2 separate regions of the Mus musculus genome follow, and region 2 is linked to region 1. The links are chromatin contacts, called in public promoter capture Hi-C maps. All regions are on one chromosome and are shown on one strand. The core of a region is the stretch at or near the end of the contact, and the rest is flanking DNA. Distances in the headings are between cores, read along the strand shown. Region 1 has its middle 28 kb from the start of Gm8439. Region 2 holds the start of Kcnq4 (potassium voltage-gated channel, subfamily Q, member 4).

Region 1 (7,141 bases), core at 3,050-5,549:
TGGGTGACAGAAGAAGTCTCCAAAGGCTGAGTGACAGGTCTCAAGTTTTCTCCAAGTGACTATGGCAGAGGAGAGACTGGGGCCAGTGCCCAGGCCAGTGTCTCTGCTGCTCATGGGGTCGGAGCTCGGGCACCTCTTCCTGGGTCCTCCCCTCCCAACAGCTGATCTAGTCTGGTCAGGCATTGTTGAGAAATGTGCGATGGGAGCTCCTTATTTCCCACTGAGTCCCGTCACATCTGCTTTCTAGTTCTATATCCCACGACGCATCATTCTGGATCTTCATTGCTCCCATTCACTTTCTGGGCCAGGAGGCAGCTCTGTTTTTGCAGAGGTAGCTATACTAGGCACCAGAGACCGCTGCCTGAGCAGAGGGGCGGACGCATACCTCCATCTGTCACATACATACTTACCACATGGCTCAGTCCCCATCGTGATGTTTGGTGCACAGCTGGATTCTAACCTGATGAGTTCACTACAGGAGATGGAAAGTCTTCCATGGCTGTGGGAACTTTGTTATCTCAGGACTCCACGTGGCTTGGTGGTTCATATCCCCAGAACGGGAGAAGCACGAGAGATACAGAGGAGATAGTGGACCCCTGAGGTTAGTGCTGAGAAGGGCCAGTGCCCCTGGTCACGTGATGGATGGACTAGATGAGGGCAGAAGCATGTTGAGAGGGAGCTGGAAAGAAGAGAGCCAGAGATGGCCGGTGCCGACCTCACTGTCTGGCAGTGAGGGTGGGACAAGCAGGACTGTGGGCAAAATGCCGATGGGTACCAAAAGTGTTCTCTGCTCAGCATCTTTTGTGACAGTGAGCACGGCCATGGAAGAGGGGAAGAGGAAGACTCTGGAGTGAGGGGTTTTCTGGTTAGATTTCTGAGGGGTGGGGGCTGCACTTTGCTGCTGTTCAGATGGCTCAACCCCAGGTACAAGGAAGAAAATTAATGGAGATGGGTGTGGACCTGAGGCTTCATTCAGTGCACTACCATGGAAGTGCTCTGTTAGCTGCTGTGTTCACAGTGAATCAGGAGGCAAGGGAGGCCATACATATATAAGCATATAGCCTGGAGCAGTGGTTCTCAGCCTTCCCAGTGCTGTGGTTCCTCATGCTGTGCTGTCCCATCCATAAAATTATTTTCCTTGCTACTTCGTAACTGTGATTTTGCTACTGTTATGAACTAAAATGTAAATATCTGGTATGCAGGATACCTGATCCGTGACCTCTGTGATAGAATTTGTTTGACCCTACCATTCCAAAGGGGGTGTGACCCACAGGGTGAGAACCACAGGCCTAGAATTTTGGACAGTAGATAGGAAATTGTTGCCGTGGGAGGGTGACTGGGCATGCATTGCCAGCCCACCAGGGCCTGTTGGGTAGGGTGGGTATGGATTACAGTAAGATCCAACGGCACAGGCAGTCCAGCCGCTCCTTGGACCACTCCATCAGGAAAGGCAGGAGAGAAGGTCACCTAAGAAAGATGACTGCAGCAAGCAGAGGCTCAGGCAAGGACCTTTTCAGCCCCTCCTTGTACTCTTTGTAGACCTGATAACTGGGGCTACAGTGTTTTCTTCTAACTCCCCTGACTGGCCATCAAACACCCACATCTACTTCCAAGGGGCCAATTTTGGCTCTAGTTCAGAAAAAGAGCTAACACAAGCTGCCCTAGAGATGAGCCGTCCTCTCTCCCTAGAGGTGTGGGACCTATGCCCTCAGAGGATTAGCGGCAGCTGAGACTGGGGTGTTGGAGAGAGGACTACTGTTCGTTGACTGCGGAGTCTCAGATCCACGAGGGACTTGGGGCTCAGTCACATTCTAGTTAGACGGAGTCTGCAAGCCCACCCGTGTCTTTGAGCCTCGGTTTCCTGATCTGTAAAGTGGTTGCTGGGATCCCGTGTGTGCAGGCTCCTCGTGCATCCAGCACAGGAAGTTCATGGCAGAGTAAGCTTTGCTGTGTCTCTGCAGTCCTTCCAGGTCTCAGATTGAGCACAGGTTAGGGCAAGGAAGCAGGGAGAGCAACAGGAGCTGGGCTGGCATAGGTGGCTCGCCAAGGAGATGAAGGTAAGACCCCCTTCCCTAGCTGCTGGCCTCTCCCTGTGGCCATATACATGTGGTCCTGCCCTGACACACATCAGCCTTGCCCATGGGGCAAGGTGCTCACCCTCTCTGCACAGTAGGTGATGGAAAACATCTTTCTTATATCCCAGGCATGTATAGAAAACAAGCTGTCTGCATGCAGATTCTCATACTCGAGAATACGTGTGCATACACAGACACACACACACACACACACACACAGACACACACACACACACACACACACACACACTGTGACCAGATTCCTGTCTGCAGTGAGGGTTCAGTTCCCCTGGTTTCAGATGAGGAAATAGAACTTCAGTTCAGGTTGGAACTCAGGCTTGGGTGTTCATCTGCTGCACCCAGGGCTCTTTCTTCAAAGCTATGCTTGATGGTAAGGTAGGCCCAGTGGCCATCCACAAGCAACTGTAGACAAATCCTCATTCCCAAGTCCCAGAGTCTCTGAAGGTTCCCATTATTCTTTATTATTTAAACACGCACACACACCCCACCCTTTCCTGCATGTGTGTACTCACAGGCTCAGGCTCAGGTGCCTGCAGAGGGCAGAAAAGGATGCTGGATATCATGGAGCTAGGGTTACAGAAAGTTGTGAATCAGTCAGCGTGAGTGCTGGGAGCTGAGCTCCTGTACTCCGGAAGAGCCTCACCAGCTCTTTTTTTGTTTGTTTGTTTTTTGGGGTTTTTTTGTTGTTTTTGTTTTCAAGACAGGGTTTCTCTGCGTAGCCCTGACTGTCCTGGAACTCACTTTGTAGACCAGGCTGGCCTCGAACTCAGAAATTCGCCTGCCTCTGCCTCCAGAGTGCTGGGATTAAAGGCGTGTGCCACCGCCCGGCGCTTCACCAGCTCTTAACCACTGATCCCTCTCTCCTGAGCACATGCCTTTTAAAAGTCAGAGATTGGGCCTGGCAGTGCTAGCACACACCTTTAATCCCAGCACTTGGGAGGCAGAGGGATCTCTGAGTTCAAGGCCAACCTGATCTACAGAGCAAAGTTCCAGGACAGCCAAGGCTATACAAAGAAACTTTCTCAAAAACAAAGAAAGATTTTGGAGTGACAATGTGGCATTTTATACCTCTGCTAGTGGCAAGTTTGGAAACAATGTTCTCCTGTCATGCACAGGGCTCTGAGGAAGGCCCTGAACCAGAGAGGGAGAATGGCGGCATGGCTGGTTTTTCTCAAGCAGCCTGCAGCCACCTGCTTGGGTGCTCAGGGACACAGGTGTAGCTCCCCTGGAGCCAAAACAATGCTTCAAGGCTCGCCTAGCCCAGGACTCTGTGTTCCCACCTGCTGCCCAGGTCCCCACCCCAGCATGCCTGGCTGCGCCCCAGGAAGCAAGGCAAACAAGCTTCCATTGATTCCCGTCCTGGCTAGGAGAATGCTCCTTTGTTGAGCTCCACACCTCTTCCTCTAGTGTCCGTGCCCACAGGACAGGTGTTCAGGATAGAGGCAGCCAGGCCGAGAGAGGAGAGCCTTTCCTAGGGATCCAAAAGAGAAGCCAAGGGCAGAATGTCTCCCCTCCCCCGCCGCCCCCCTCCCTGTGGCTTGTGTCCTTTTCTCGCCTGTCATTGTTCAGGCCTGGCACCCTTCTGTTGGACAGTGGAGCCCCAGGCTGTGTGTTTACCCCCCCCCCCCATCTTGAAAGCCTGCTGCTCCACCAGGTTATATCTGGACAGAAGCTCATGTGGTACTGAACGCCGTTTATCCTTGTCCACAGCCCTGTGACCAGCCTGGAACTCCATTCAGGGCAGTCTAGGAGAACAAAGTCCACTTAGACTTTAAAAGCTAACCTGGTCTCTTTCTCACCTCCCAACCCCCACTTGCTCTCTCACTGTGTAGCCCAGGCTGGCCTGGAAAGCCTGGGCTCCAGCCATGCCCACCTCCTCAGCCTTCTGAAAAGCTGGGGTTATAGGGCACAAGCACCATGCCTGGGTTTTCAGAGTTTAAATTTTTTTTTTTTAATTTTATTTTAGGGGGTCTGTGTGTGCCTGCGCGTAGAAGTCGGAGACCTTTTTATTTAGTCAGCTCTTTCCTTCTGCCTTCATGTCAGTTCTGGTGACCAAATTTAGGTCATCAAACTTCCCAGAAAGCCCTTTTATGCTCTGAACCACCTCACTGGCTGTTGGTTCTCTGGCACTCAAGCTCCTTAGCAGGCCTTCGCAGCACTCCCTAATTTGGGCATAAACCATCTCTCACATGCTCCTCCCGCTGGCCTTGACACTCCACTGTTCAGCCACCCACCTGCTTCACCCCTACTCACCAAGCATGCGCTGTGTACCATCATTGCTCAAGGGGCTAGATCTGCTTCAGGAAACCAGGCAACTCCACAACAGACTAAGGAACGTCATAACAGAGTGTGCGGGGTGCTGTAAGGAAAATCCCTCAGCTCAGGGAGTGGGTAGTATGATATATGTAGGGATCAGGGAGGGGACACTGTGTGAGGTGGCGCTGTGACAGAAGGAACTGAGAACCGAAGCAGGGAACAAAGGGCACAATGAAGTTTGCCTTCTCTGCTGAGTGACAGGAGCCTCCTAGCCTAAGTGTTCTGTGTGCTTGCCACCTCCAGGCTCCGCCCCCAGCCCCCGCCCCCAGCTCGGTGAAGCCCTTTCCAAGGGTATCCATCTCTCCCTGGCCTATCCAGGATCACACTGCAGCCTTCCTTATTTACTGACCTTGTCTCCCTCCTTCCAAACGCTAAGATGCTATCTCTGGTGGTGGACTTCGCCACTTAGAGGGTTCAGGTTCAGATTTCTCAGCGACTTGCTTAGTACCAGCTGTGGAGCCAGGCAGAGGCAACCTGATTCATCTTCAGTGCCCTTCCATAAGGTCTGGCTTATGGCCACTTTTACAGATGGGTATTCTGAGTGACTTCATGTCTAAAGAGTCGTGGGGATGGAATTGGAGTAGAAATTGTATGACCCTGGAGCCTAGCTCTGTTAACATTTTTTTTAAATAAGAAATTATATCATTTCCCCCCTTCAACCCTTCCCTCTTGTTCTAAAATTAATGTCCTCTTTTTTCTTTAATTGTTCACACACACACACACACACACACACACACACAGAGAGAGAGAGAGAGAGAGAGAAGGGGGGTATGCCCCATCATGCCCAGGTTATTCAATGCTGGGGACTAAATCCAGGGTTTCATGCGTGTTAAAGTAATTACCAAATGAGCTATGCCCCCAGCTTGCCCGCCCAATCTTAATGACCTGGAGTCACCTCCTTCTTTAGGCATGAGACTCTGGTCCTCAGATGCCCCGGCCTGACCCCAATCTTCTCCACCTTCTCTTCTATGGGACACTCCGCTTTTACACATTATCAAAGCAGACATTTCGCCTTCTGTTCCTTCCTGCCTGTGTCGTACCAGAGTAAAAGAGCACAGCCATGGCAGCCAGCTTGGGACAAGGCCATGCAAGAGTAGACACTGCCTTCCCCTTTCACGATGGGTTCCTGCCACGGGGCTCCAGAAGGAGAGCCAGGAGTCATCAAGCAGAAAGAACCAAGGCCCAGTGCTCATCAGAGTTGTGCACTGTAACTACCGCTGTTTCCCTGATGAATGTCGTGGGTGGGAATGACGTCTCAGAGTGAGAAGTGTCACAAAGGCCTTTGCTCTGGGCTCTCTTGCACCAGTCAGTTTTAAACTTTTTCTTTTGGGTTTAGTTCGGTATGTCAACGGCAATAACAGCCAACAGCAGCTGCTCTATCATCCAGCAAACTGAAACCGTCTCTCATCTTTCTGCTGACACCCTGAGGATGCCATTGTGAGTCTAAGACGGGTGAAGCAGTGTGCTAGAGGTCATCCAGATGGTTCTCCACGCCTGGCAAGCCCTAGCTCCCAGGCTAGTGGGCACCCAAGGCCTTGATCTCTACTAGCTCTGCCACCAGGTGTTGGGCTGCTTGATCACAGGCGGCAGGTGGGTAGAGGGACTTAGGAACCCCAACCCCTTAGAGAGAGTACAGTGCTGGGTCTGCTGTGCATCTCTGCTCACATTGCTTGCCCTCTCTGTGTTATCATGGCATCAACTGTGTAATGGAGTGATAAGTCCCCTCTCTTGGGCCTGCCCTGACAAGGATGCACAGTGATGTTTGTGTACATGCTTTGAACCTACAGTATATTATTATCTATTCCTGGAACTGTAGGAGAACCAGAAACCATGGGGGGGGGATGCTGGGATGGGCCTGCTCTAGGTAGAGAGAGGCAAAGTGAACCTATTGCCTAGCCGAGCTCACATGACAGGAGACCTGCTAAGTAGGTCAGCTTGCGGCAGGAAGAGCTATTCTGGGATCTGCTTGTCAGCGCAGTGCAGGGGCTGCGAGCAAAGCCTGGCTATTTCAGGGCCGCCAGAGAACAATGCTCAACAACTTTCACTTGGATCCTGGCCCTGCCTTTGTGGCTTGGGCCTGAGAGGCCAGAAGGCCCTCATGAACTCAGGGCCAGGGCTCTTCGTGAGTACTCTAAGATAGAGGTGAAGACATAAGGAGCATCCCTGCATAGCTTTCCGTCTCCTAGGTACCACTGCCCAAGAACTGTGGGTAAGGACAGCAAGGTTCTGGGCTTGCATTTCCCACTGATGGGAGGTTGAATGACTTCCCTACAACCTAGCGACTGCTTGCATAGGCCTGGCTTCCTCTTGTAAATGTGTGTGTGTGTGTGTGTGTGTGTGTGTGTGTGTGTGTGTGTGTATGCGCGTGTGCACCATATGGTAGATATATAATGTGTGTGTGTATAGTATGTGTGTATAGTGTATATGTATGGTATATTGTGTATATGGTAGTTATGAGTGTGTGGATACATATGGTCTTTATGTATAGGGCATATAGATGGTATGTGTGTATGAAGTGTTATGTGGTATGTTGTGTATATGTGATATGTGGTATGTTGTGTATATGTAATATGTGAATGATATGTCATATGTATCCATACATAGTATGTTTATGTCTGGTGACATGTGTGTGATATACAGTATGGGTATATGATGTGATATGTATGTGATGTATGATATGTACACATATCAATATAATGTGTGTATTGTGTATGTTATGTAGTACCCTT
Region 2 (6,332 bases), core at 1,568-4,067, 130 kb before region 1:
GATCTGGCCCCCAGCTGGTGCTCAGCAAATGGGAACCCTCTCCCTCCCCACCCTTCCTCGCAATCAATACCTGCTCCATTGATGGATGATGGAGACAGTGATGGATTACAGCAGATCAGGGAGTTGGCCTGTTCTTATACAGCCCTGGAAACTCAAGAGCCAGGGAGAAACATGGGTCAGGGGATGAGCTCAGAAGACTAGGCAGGGTTCCCAAGGAGCTGAGGAAGCAGAGTTGAGGAAGTTGCAGAGGGTGGAGTCAAGGGCATAGATGTGGGAGTTAGAGAATGGTGTGTGGAAAGCCATAGCATACCCCACCTCCCTCCAGTAGGGAGGCTAGACCTGGGAGCCAGAGACAGCTGTTTGCTCAGAAAAGTGTCTTAGTCACTAAAGCCTGCTGTGGGGAAAGTCCGTTCTCTGTCATGTCCTGGGAATCCGGATGGGCACAGGAAGGCCACTGAGTAACACTCAAGAGTAGCCACCTGTCCTCTCTGGACTCTCCTCTGCCTCCTACACACACACACACACACACACACACACACAAACACACACACACACACACCACACCCTAGGAAGAACTCTCTCTTGTCTCCCTCCTCTTACTATCAATGCACATGACCCTCCACGAGGTGCTGACCTTCAAAGATAGCCTCTGGGACCTCTGTAGGTGCTTCTGAAATCTAGCTTCCATCCCAACAGGAACTACAGTTCTCTTACCTTCCCCCAGCCTTGGATGGGGTAATATAGGCCATGAACTGGAAAAAATGACGAGGACCCTCTCCTGCGGAGTTCCATTCACAGAGAGAAGGGAAGCTTGGCAATCACCCACACGAGAAGGGGAGCATGGGTTCATAGGTGGCACTCAACTGGAGGATCAGATTTCCCAGAACAGACCCAATTTTAGATATCCCAAGTGCTGATAAGGGCAACCTGAATTCAAGTTCCGTTTCAGCTAAGATCAAAGCCTCAAAAGACCCCAGCAGCCACTTTCCGTTGTGTAATTTGAATTCTTGACTTGAGTCCCATCCCTGGGCCTCTGATTGAGAACTTGCAGTTTACCAGTCAGGAGAGACAATGCCATATATGGGGTGGGGGATATACGGGCTTCAGCTTATAGGGAGAAGATAGCTATATCTAGCCCTGGCACTTGCAACCATAGTGCGCACCCCCCCCCCGCCCCCAAGTCTAGAAACCTTCAGTTCTCAGTAGGTCAGGGCATGACCTATGCAGGAGCACTGCGCACTCCCAGCACCAGCAGCAGTGGGAGAGATTCAGGTCAGACCCCAGAATGCATCCCAGCTGGGCAGGAGGGTAAGGGTCGCTAGGGGTTGGGGTACAGGCTGCCAAAGGTAGCTTGGGAACTTCGAATCCTACCCACCCTCACGGTCCATAGCCCTCCCTCCAGCCCTCCCGCTCTGGCGCTCAGCAGATCAATGCTGCCTTTGCTGACAGCTGAGAATCGAGCTTGCAGCCCGCCCCCCCCTTCCAGCTAGCTGTGTCCCCCGAGATCCTCCCCGAGGAGTGAAGAAGAGTTTGCTGCGGAAGCGCTTCACCCTGGGGCAGGGCCTGCGGAGGGAGCGGGAGCGTCTGGTTTGGCCATCGCTTTAGGCTGGGGAAGAAGGAAGGAGGGCCAGCAAACCCGAATCATCACCTAGTACACGGTCAGGAGGGCGAGGGAAAAGGGGCCAGACAGCTCACAGCGGAGACGGAGGTCAGGCACCGAGAACTTTTTGCTGGAGAGGGGTGCTCCTAGAGAAAGTCCTGGTGGGGTGCTATAGGCCTTTGGGAGTGCTCTGTCCGTTCCCCTAATACTGGCCCCTAGTACGTTTATTTCTATACTTCTATCTGCCCTAAACAAGCTTTTCTGGGCTAGAGTGGGAGAAGGGGGTGGCGGGTGTGAATCCCACGGAGCGGAGATGGAGTGGGGAGATGAGGGCAGGTACGTAATCAGGGAGGGAGCGTCCCCTCTGCTCAGGGTGATCAACTGGGGTCTCCTCCTTCATCAACAAGACGGGAGGAGAGACGCATCTGGGCACAACTGTGAGCTACACCACCCCACACATCTCTCGATAGCTGTAGGGCACCGGGCCCTTCAAGTAACAACAGCAGGAGGAACGGAAGCTGCTGTCCCAACTTCACTCGGCCCTCAGCGCATTTTAAACACCCTGCACTAGAAACCGAGGGCACGACCCGACGGGCACACCTCCTCGCTTACATTACCCATCGCGCTGTACTGCCCGGTTCTGCACACTCTTCTGTACTCTCATCCATCTATCTATCCACCCACCCACCCACCCACCCATCCATCCATCCATCCACCCACTCACTCTGAACCCACGCAGACCCACGGCTGGCTAGCCAACTCTCACAAGTAGGCACTTCTCTGGACACAAACACCTCCACTCTACAATGTAAGTGTCCCTCGAGCTACCGCGGCCACAACTCCACACTCCACGCTCCACTTTCCACAACCACTCACCAGGCGTCCCAACCTCCCTCCCCAGAGCGGGCCACCAGGGCCACACCACTCGTACACGCCCGGCCTCGGGGCCCGGCGCGCTGCCCGCGCCACGCGCTCGGGGCCGGGACACACCGACTGGGCGGACCGCGCGCCCTGCTCCGCCGCGTCCGACCCGGGTCCCCCTCCCGGTGCTCTTCTCTCTCGCTCCCTCCCCGATTTGGGAAGGCGGCCGCGGGGCGGGCGGGGGAGGGGCGGGGCGGGGCGGGGGAGGGTGACATGTGAGCGGCGCGCCGGCGGCAGGTGGAAAGGCGAGCGGCATGGAGCGCGTAATAAGAGAGTTGGAGTCGGAAAGAGCCGCCCCAGTCGCCGGGGAAGCGGGCGGTCAGTACGGGCTCCCGCGGCCCCGAGGCTCCGAGCGACCGCCTCCGGACCCCGCACGGACCCGGCCTGGTCCCTAGCCCCCGCCGCCTGCGTGCGCGCCCAGGGTCGCCTCGCCGGCCCGGGGTTCGAGCCATGCGACTCTGAGCCGCCCGAGCGCGCCCCCGCCCCGCAACGCCCCGGTCCCCCGTCCGGCGCCGCCCATGGCCGAGGCCCCCCCGCGCCGCCTCGGCCTGGGCCCCCCGCCCGGGGACGCCCCCCGCGCGGAGTTGGTGGCGCTCACGGCCGTGCAGAGTGAACAGGGCGAGGCGGGCGGGGGCGGCTCTCCGCGTCGCCTCGGCCTTCTGGGCAGCCCCCTGCCGCCGGGCGCGCCCCTCCCTGGGCCGGGCTCCGGCTCGGGCTCCGCCTGCGGCGGCCAGCGCTCCTCCGCCGCGCAGAAGCGCTACCGCCGCCTGCAGAACTGGGTCTACAACGTGCTGGAGCGGCCCCGCGGGTGGGCCTTCGTCTACCACGTCTTCATGTAAGTTGGAGCCCCCGCACCCCTTGACGTGCCCCGGCTCTGACCCCGCATGAGCCAGACTCCTTGGGGACCGCCACCCCGCGCTGGCTCCACCTCTCTATCCTATTGCCCCGGGGCAGACCCTCACTCAGTTCCCCTCTTGGGCCTGTGCCCCCTTTTCGGTCTCCCAGCCTGACCTAACCCCTGATCTCCCAGCCTTGACCCCTGTTGCCCTGGCGTCTAACCTCTTCTGCCTGCTCTCCTTACTTTCATCCTGATCGCAGAGCCCCACTGCTCTGATCCGTCATTCAGCTTCTTGCTCTTCTCTGCTTTACCAAGTCCGAAGCCGCTAAAGTGGGACTCTCCTTATCTTTTGTTCACCTCACCCTCCCTGTGTCCCAGACACAGAAGACCCTAGCCCCTACATTATTTTTCTCCCCTCAGGCTCTGTAGTTATGTTGTGCTCCCACCTGGTCCCCTTGGAGATTTCTCTCTTCAGAGACAGGCTGTACCCAGATCAGGGCTGTCTAGGGTCCCTATGGCTCTGACAGGCCTGTGTGCTGTTTCCAACTTTATCCGTGTCTTCTTTAGTCTTGCTCCGCACCCTCAACTTCGAAGTACCCAAGGCAGCAGGCTGCCCTGCCTGCCCTGCCCTGTCCTGCCTTGCCCTGAAGGCTGGGCCCAGCTCTCCTGCCTTGCTGGCCAGCTGTACTAGGCCTGGCTCTGAGCATGGGGAAAAAGAAAGAAGAGAGGGGTATGTTTGGAAACAATGCCGCTGTGGGGCCCCTCCTCCTCTCAGCAGGCTCCTACAACTTTCAAAACACTGACCCCTCTTGGATGTAGAGAGTGAATTTTGGCAGCTCGGAAGGCAGTCTTGGGGGAAGGCCTGGTCGGACCAGGAACATGAGAGGCCCAGGCCATATCGGTTAAAGGGCTGGGCCTGGTGCTGAGATGCTGAGAAGTGCCTGGGAGAGACAATGAGCTGCTCTTACCACTGCCTGCTCCAGGGTCTCCAGGGCAGCCCGCTTTGTCCACCTGATAGTCACTTGACAATCTGTCCCTATGCAAGACTTGAGTTTCCCTTTGTGTGTGAGTTAGCTTGTCTGTTAATCTCTCTACCTGTCTGTCCCACAGCCTTTCTGTTGGTCTGTCTGTCTTCGTGCTTTGTGGGCCTATCCTCTTACTTATTTTGATGTCTGTGTGTCCATCTGTCTATCTCTCTGTTCACCTGCTTGGCCACCCTTCTATCTGGCTTTCCCCACCCGTGTCTTTCTGCTTGTCCTCCTTGTATGCCCTCTTACCTCTGCCCCATGAGTCCGGGGGGTGGGGGGTTGGGTACAGAATCTCAGGGGAAGAGGAAGATGGTACCAGGAAGAACAAAGAAAGGGAACTTTCTACAGACCCACTTAGAATACTTAGAGTGGCAGCTGTGGCTTTGTGCAGAGACCCCAGGCTGAGACTCTGCTGGGTGTAAGGCCAGGCTTTGGATCCCAGTGAATAATCAGGGGCAGCCCACATCTCAGTGCACCCAAAAGACCTGGACGGACGTCTGTTGGATGTAGCTGTCAGTGGAGTGATATAGTTCAATGCTGGTGGACTAGGGGCTCCAGTGTCCACTGAACATTAATACGCCAGAGCCCCTTATGTGCCTAGGGAGGCTAAGACACAGGGCACAGCTATGCTTTCCACAGGCTCTTCCCTGGAGGTGACTTTTCCAAGTCATGGCAGGGCCTAGAGAAGTCAGTTGGCTCCTAACTTAGTTCCTTGGCCCCAGGCTGGGGCCGTCAAGTAGAGATGAAAACAGCCTAACCCTGACCAACCACTACTGTAGCTTCTTTAGAGGGGCCTCCCTTCTTACCAGGAGCTAAATCGGATGACACCTTTGCCCCACATCCGCCTCTCTCCAGATGCCAGGAATGCCCTGGCTAGGGGCAGCCCTGTCCAGAACACTTGTCTCCAGGAGCTCAGGATGGAAGCGTTAATTGGAGCCCTAGGGGAAGACACATGGTGTGACAGTGTCTGGATGTTTAGGGATCTCAGGGAACTGGCTGTAGATCTTGGAGGTCAAGGAGACTGAGAAGGCCCTTCCTGTTGAGTGCTGTGGGGCACTGTGTTAGTTGAGAGCCTTTCTGAGCATTAGATCTGTAGGTCATTGGAGTGGGTAGAAATCCTGTATTTTGGGACTTCTTCATGAATGGGCTAATGGGTGGGAAAGAGATAACTGAACAGTTGTGTGGGTGAGAGGACTAGGAATGGGTGCTAGCACTGGGGGTGGGGAGGGAGCCTACACAGAAGTGTCTCTTGTTTTCTGTGACTTCCAGATATGGACTTTTCCAGCCTCTCGAAGTAGGGTCTTGCATGCTCTTGCCAAGAAGTGCTTAGGGTAGCATTTCTAGCGTAGCCCCACCCCCACTCCCTTTGAGTGGGGTGGGGTTCCCATGCTTGGGGCATCAGTTAAGAGCCTCAGTTAGGACCTGTTTCCAGAGTCCCAGGCCAAGGGTGGGGTCCCCACAGAAGAGCCTAGGAGAGAGGATTTGGGAAGGAAGATGGTTGAAATACCTCCCTCATACCAGTCAACTGGTCTCTCAGGACCCACACCTTCCAGGACTCCTACGGGTGGAGAATTGAGCCTCTCTTGCTCTCAGCTGTGCCTCTGGGAAGTGACTGGCAGAAGCCTGTTCTATCCTGTCTCCTCCTTGTAAAGAGCAGAACGAAGGGTCACTAGACCCTTCTGGGCTCTCTCTGTCTCTAGGTCCTTAGTCCTACCACTTTGCCCCTTCACCCCAGAGCCCCTGCCACTGGCATGTATACCCCTTGCCGCCGCCCCCCCCCCCCAAGGCCTTGCTCTTGGCACTTTACCAAGTCCTCATTACTGAGTCCCTAGGAGCAGACGCACTCCTTGTGGTACCCCCCTCAGACCACACCAGCACCTTTGGAGTTCTAAACATGGAAGGGACTGTGAGGGAGCACGCCCCTCCCCCATGTCCACTCTGCTTC

The links. Promoter capture Hi-C pulls out the DNA fragments that hold promoters and counts their contacts.
Region 2: a promoter capture Hi-C map of embryonic stem cells shows a contact between it and region 1, with 8 read pairs. The contact joins the promoter of Kcnq4 here to the enhancer-like site in region 1. A contact is called at or near these places in 3 of 39 promoter capture datasets (cranial neural crest and embryonic stem cells), 6 of 484 Hi-C or Micro-C datasets (the CH12 cell line, embryonic stem cells, immediate neuronal precursor and 2 more), 1 of 115 datasets of contacts at active chromatin or transcription factors (neural tube) and 2 of 9 other capture datasets (adipose tissue and pancreatic islet).

What each region holds. Positions count from the first base shown.
Region 1 is chr4:120,613,154-120,620,294 of GRCm38.p6, reverse strand. No RefSeq gene overlaps it. Among named protein-coding and RNA genes, the nearest start is that of Gm8439, 28 kb to the right of the region's middle. Within about 2 kb of position 4,299, at least 99 of the 459 cell types and tissues checked have an H3K27ac peak or open chromatin away from gene starts, as enhancers often do. A contact at or near this core is called in embryonic stem cells and pancreatic islet, where this site is marked.
Region 2 is chr4:120,743,884-120,750,215 of GRCm38.p6, reverse strand. Kcnq4 (potassium voltage-gated channel, subfamily Q, member 4) reads left to right here and starts at 2,817. Exons shown (of 14, transcript NM_001081142.3): 1 at 2,817-3,356. The coding sequence starts at 3,040.